2 separate regions of the Danio rerio genome follow, and region 1 is linked to region 2. The links are chromatin contacts, called in public Micro-C maps. All regions are on one chromosome and are shown on one strand. The core of a region is the stretch at or near the end of the contact, and the rest is flanking DNA. Distances in the headings are between cores, read along the strand shown.

Evidence for each region. A called contact is a pair of places that touch in the nucleus more often than the background predicts.
Region 1: a contact with region 2 is called in a Micro-C map of caudal fin, with 4 times the contacts expected there. The contact joins the promoter of ankrd37 here to the promoter of casp3a in region 2. A contact is called at or near these places in 3 of 18 Hi-C or Micro-C datasets (caudal fin, embryo and hematopoietic stem cells).

The regions. Positions count from the first base shown.
Region 1 is chr1:19,237,422-19,240,424 of GRCz12tu, forward strand. ankrd37 (ankyrin repeat domain 37) reads left to right here and starts at 1,258. Exons shown (of 4, transcript NM_001145614.1): 1 at 1,258-1,415; 2 at 1,581-1,733; 3 at 1,907-1,998. The coding sequence starts at 1,392.
Region 2 is chr1:19,068,619-19,071,663 of GRCz12tu, forward strand. It overlaps casp3a (caspase 3, apoptosis-related cysteine peptidase a), which reads left to right and starts at 1,626. Exons shown (of 7, transcript NM_131877.3): 1 at 1,626-1,701; 2 at 2,217-2,465. The coding sequence starts at 2,422.

The DNA.
Region 1 (3,003 bases), core at 8-2,507, 170 kb after region 2:
GACAGAACTGTTTGTAGGAATAGTGTGTCCACAGTCATATTGGAGTGCTATAAACACAACACGTCTCTTTTTAAAAATGTCCTGACATTAAAATAGGATCTAAATCCAAGTGATTTTGAGGCCCACCGCAATGTGACGGAGGAGTGGGGTTTTTCTTGCCCGTCGAATTGATTGACAGGCACCATGTTTTCATAATAACATGTAAACACATGTCCACAGAACATTTTTTGCAAATAAACTAAGATTTCAACAATCTAATAATATATCATATGTCAGGCTTTAAAAAGCATTGCCATCTGTCTGTCTGCAATATATTCCAGACAGTACGTGACCACTGTGCATGTTTAATGATGCTGCTGCCAGCTCAGTATAAAGGCTGCAATACTGCTAGATTGTAGGCATGCAGCACGTAACCTTCCCTCAAAGCCTCTTTTATGTTGACACAAATGCCATGGCAGATTCATCATTTTCACACCATGCAAAGCCAGACATGAACGTTTTTCCTATTCAGATGTTGCCCTTTTACATTACAATAAACATTGTAAACATCTAAACTTGTAAATGACCAAGCCAAGGACAAAGCAAACTGTTGCTGACACAATGCAAGTTTACATTTCTAAACGTTGTATATTGTGCACTAGAAAATTATTTACCGCTTCTGTTTAATTCATTTTAAACCTGTTTTAACACTTTTTTTCCCTTATATTTTTTGTTCTAAAATTTTTTATACAGTATTAGTTCTGAAATGTGCTGTATAAATAAACTTGTCTTGCCTATTTATTTATTTTAAATAAAATAAAATAAATGGAATGTAAATACAAATTAATAATGAAATGAAAAAAGGTTTATCTAATTTCAAAAGGTGTCTTTAGGCAAATATAACATTTTCTTTAAATTACGAAGAATAAAAAATAATAGAAAAAATATAACAATAATAAAATTATAATAAATGATGAGAACGAGTCTATTGAACAACATAATTTACTTGGACCAAAGTTTCACTAAAATCCTATTTAAATTGATCAGTTGGACCAGTTGTTTTACGTTCCAATTAAATTGTAATGTAAACAACAGCTCTTCTGAAAACTACTTTAAAAACAAAGTATCGAGTACGTGTGAACCGATGAACAAAGTGCCTACGTGTGGAACTGCACAGCTTGCGTTCGAGCTGTAGGATTGATGAACAGTCACGTGATCACGTCTGCCCCTTCTTGATCCTGATTGGTTAGTATCAATGAATCACGTGGTCTAAACAGGGCTCTGCGCTTCTGCTTTTTTCATTGTAAACGCATGTGTGCTTGTTTGATTGCAGAACCAACAGCAGAGCAGCCTAAACGAACATCGGTCATCGGAGCTATTTATTATTTGAGAAATTGACCAGACAGTTGATCATGTTTTTGCTTGAGACAGAGTCGGTAAGTCAATTTATATATATTATAGGTATACAAAGAATTTTATAACCAAGTACTTAATATGCACTGATTTACATATTTAAGAGATTTCTTTCAAAACAATATCTATTTTGCTTACAAAAAAAAAAATAGTTATGAACGTGTTTTTTTTTTTTTAACTACATTCAGCTGGAGCGAATGAGTGATTTGTTTGAAAGCGGATTCGCAGTGAATGGAGGTTTGGATGGTCCCGGACAGTCTCCAGCGCATCTCGCCGCATGCGGAGGTCAGGCGTTCTGTTTGCTTTGGCTCCTCCAAACAGGCGCTGATGCAAACCAGCAGGTAAAAAAAAAATCTAGATTCGGACTCAGTTTTTTTTTTTTTTTTTTTTAACTTAATATTGTGGTAGTTACCAGCAGCTTCTGCTCTTGCTTATAGGCTACATCCTAATTATTTAATCTATGCATGTTCGTTTTGTTCCCAAATCGTAATTAACATTTGATTATTTTCTTCAGGACGCAACTGGAGAGACACCCATGCATAAAGCAGCCAGATCGGGCAGTTTGGAGTGCATCAGTGTGTTGATGGCCAGGGATGCACAGTTTAAGTAAGTGTGTGTGGGTGAGAGGTGTTTCTGTTTCAGTCATTGGTTCGAAAGTGTTAAATTTGTACTTTTTTGTTGCTTGTTTTACATAAAACATTAATTCTTATTAAATAACATTTTACAAGATATCAATGTACAAAATGAAAATAATTAAATGAACATGCCAATAGCCAGTGGGTGTTCGGATGGTTTAGAAGACCCACCCTATACATGAGCTCATTTGTCCTATTTTGACTGTCATGCCATCATTATAAAAATAACCCATGGAAAAAAGCATTAATTCAATTCAATTCAGCTTTATTTGTATAGCGCTTTTACAATGTAGATTGTGTCAAAGCAGCTTCACATAAATGGTCATAGTAACTGGAACAGTGTGATACAGGTTTTAATGTTTAAGTTCAGTTTAGCTCAGTTCAGTGTGATTAAGACCAAGATTAAGACCAATCAGAATCTGATGTGAGTAAAGTTAACTTTCACTGTATTATTGTTATAGAAAAAACATTTTACAAGTAACTTTTATTTTAAATCTTATTCTTCAAAGAAAAAAAAAGACCAATAAAAAGTTGTGAAGCACCAAAAGCAGCTTAAATTAATAGTAGTTTGGCTATTGGTATTATCCATGAATTTTCAATTGTACTTTTTTACAAAAGAATCTAGAAAAATTATGAAGCTCTGCGTTATTATTATTATTTTGTATTTATTATTATTCAAATGAACAAATTCTGAAACTGAGGAAAGTTGAATGTGCTGGCCAGTTTATTTGCCTAATAAATGACAATAGGCTAGAGTTTTAAACGAAAAAAACTTTAACAGATTGCTATTTTCCCCCTAGTGATGTATCATAAAGCAGCCTAAAAATAAGTAGCCTATTTTTCATATTTCTTTATTCAAAATCTTTAGAAAATGTTTTTAGTACATAAAAAACAGTGACCATCCAACAAGCCAATCCAGCAAATAAATGTGCTTAAAATCTCACTAAATTGCTATCTTTATATCTCATAATTAAAC
Region 2 (3,045 bases), core at 376-2,875:
ATTGCAGACTTTAACTAAAATTTTAGTTTCTGGTAAATTTCTGTAATTTACTATCTGTTATTTTACGGCAAATGTCTGTATAATTTAATGACCGTTATTTTACAGTAAATGTCTGCAATGTAACAGCCATTATTTTACGGTAAATATGTGTAGTTTAACATCTGTTATGTTATGGTAAATGTCTGTAATTCAAACGTCCATTATTTTATGGTAAATGTCGGTAAAGTATTTTCTTTACAGTTTAGGACTATAGTTTTGGACTATTTTGTCTATTAGATTTTCACTGACAGCTCAAGTTTAGCCTTGTGTTAGCCAAGCTGTCTACGTTTAGATGTCTGTTAGTCGTCTTTTAAACACAAAATTGTTTGCTGGGAAGGCAACTGACACAAAATAAAACAGGAACAATAGTCTGAATGATCTAATGAGACCCTTAGTCAGAGTTTATTTTAGTGTGTGGCTGACTGTAACAGCATCATTATGAAGAGGAAATGATTAGATTGCAGTTGTTTTTGAATACTTGACATCTGAGAATAAATGATTCTTTCACAGTTTTTGAGCACTTAATTGTGGCATAGATTTAACATGGTGCTGGAAACATTCTTTAGAATATTAGATTCATATTGTTTGCTGCACATCCATAAATCAACAAAAAAAATATTCTACTGTTCAAACAAAAAGATGCTAATAGATTTAGATCTGGGCCCCAATGTATAAAACTTCTCAATAATGCTCTTAAAATTGGTGATTAGTGAACAAATCTTGGTAAAAACTTTTCTAGGAGCAACTTTGAGTAAACCCATGAGCCCATATTCACAATTTTTTGTTTTAGTTTACCACTAAGAATTCTACTAGCAGTAACAGTTTTTAGCTATCTAAATATATGAATATATATATATATATATATATATATATATATATATATATATATATATATATATATATATATATATACGGCTTTTTTACGGCTTAGTCCTTTTATTAGTCTGGAGTTGCCACAACGGAATGAACTGCCAACTTTTAAGTAGGCAGGTTAGATTAATTAGGCAAGTTATTGTATATCGATGGTTTGATCTGTAGACTATCAAAAAAAAAAAAAAGCTTAAAGGGCCTAATATTTTCGACCCTAAAATTGTTTTTGAAAAATACAAAAATGCTTTTATTAAAGCCAAAATCAAACAAATCAGACTTTCTCCAGATGAAACAATATTATATATTATAAATGTGTGTGTGTGTGTGTGATTATATATATATATATATATATATATATATATATATATATATATATATATATATATATATATATATATATATATATATATATATATATATATATATATATCCATTCCTGTTTTGCGGTGAACATATATTTTAAATTTTATTTTATATATTTACTTTTTTGGTGTGAACATGGCTTGACAAGTTTCTTCCATGAAGCATTCTTTCCTGTGTTTAAACGTGGAGCAAGCAGACGTTTTACAGAGCTGGCTGTGTCTGAAACTTCTATTTATGGGGCAGAACGTGTGTGTGAAAATAAGTCACTAGATGGCGATATTGTATCATTATGTTTTTGAGGTAACGTTAGTGTTGTTACTTGCCATATCGCCCGCATACACTTCCTGGACGCTGCTGAGGAACCGCTTTGTCATCGGAATCTTGCACATAATAAGGTGCTAACTAACAAGCGGATATTTTCGGTTCTCGGTAAGCGTCTTCTACATTCTTTCTTCTCGTGACTTTTCAGTTTGAGATGGTTTTGTTGGTGTCCCCTTGTTATCCGCGTAAACTCTCAAAAGCAGACAAAGAAACGCCATGCTCACTGGTCGATAGTTTATTCTTCCGTATCAAATATAGACTCTACATTCACGTGTGCACTAGAATAGTTAAATTCTTAGACGGTTATTAACGTTATTTGCTGAAATGTAGTATTCATAAAGTTTAATCGTACATTAGCAAGACGAGTGGAACTTGACCTTCATTACTATGACTGTCTTAAAACCTCCACACGTAAATAAGCTCCTTGTGGATCTTTCTGTTTGAAGTGTGCTGACTAAGAAGACAGCTCAGTAGGTTTTGACACACAGTCATTATGTTAATAATAATCTACAGCTGTAAGAAATCTTTCGGTTTGCCAGGAGTTATATTTGCACACACAGCATTTTATTTGAATAAATGTCCACACCCAAATCTTATTTCAGGTTGATGTTTTTTTTGCACAGCTGTTGAAGGGTGACGTCTGCAGCTTCTCATTGGCTGGTGGTGCCAGTCAACAAACAAAGAATACACATCGGACATGCGGATACGGAGACTACTCTTTTTAAGAGCTGTTATAACACCTTAAACACCCACAGTTACACATATAACAGCTTTCAGGAGGAGAAGAAACCTGTTTACTGTTTAAAAGGGCTCGTTAAGCGGTTGGAGATGAACGGAGACTGTGTGGACGCAAAGCGTGTGGATACAACAGAGTAAGATGAGCTTGACGATTGTTGCTATGCAGGTTTCACATGTGATTGACAGTTCAAAAACAGTATTTAATTCCCTACACTCCTTTTTTTTCACCTTAGTAGTGAAATAGAGACTGATTTCTTGTTGTTTATTCTAACAATAGAATTTATTATTGTTTATTGTTTATTATGTTTTATCCACATACAATAATTATTGTTAAAGGAATAAATACCATACGATTTGTGCATCATTGTTATGCAAGTCGATATTTGGCAGTTTCTTGCATCTTTCTTATGGTCATTTAATTTTTTTTTTACTTTATATTGTGCAACTTTTTTGGCCAATTACCTGTAAGATGAAACCTGACAAATAACTATTGACCTCTGAATATCAGAAAGCGTTTTTAATTTCCAGGCTTCCAGAATTTACTCATTATTTACTCGTCCTCAAGTGGTTTCAAACCTTTATTAGTTTCTGTTGAACACAAAAGACGATATTTTGAAGAAACCTGTAACCATCGACTTTCATAATTGGAAAACAAATACTATGGAAGTCAATGGTTACAGGTTTCCAACATTTTTTAAAATATCTTCATTTGTG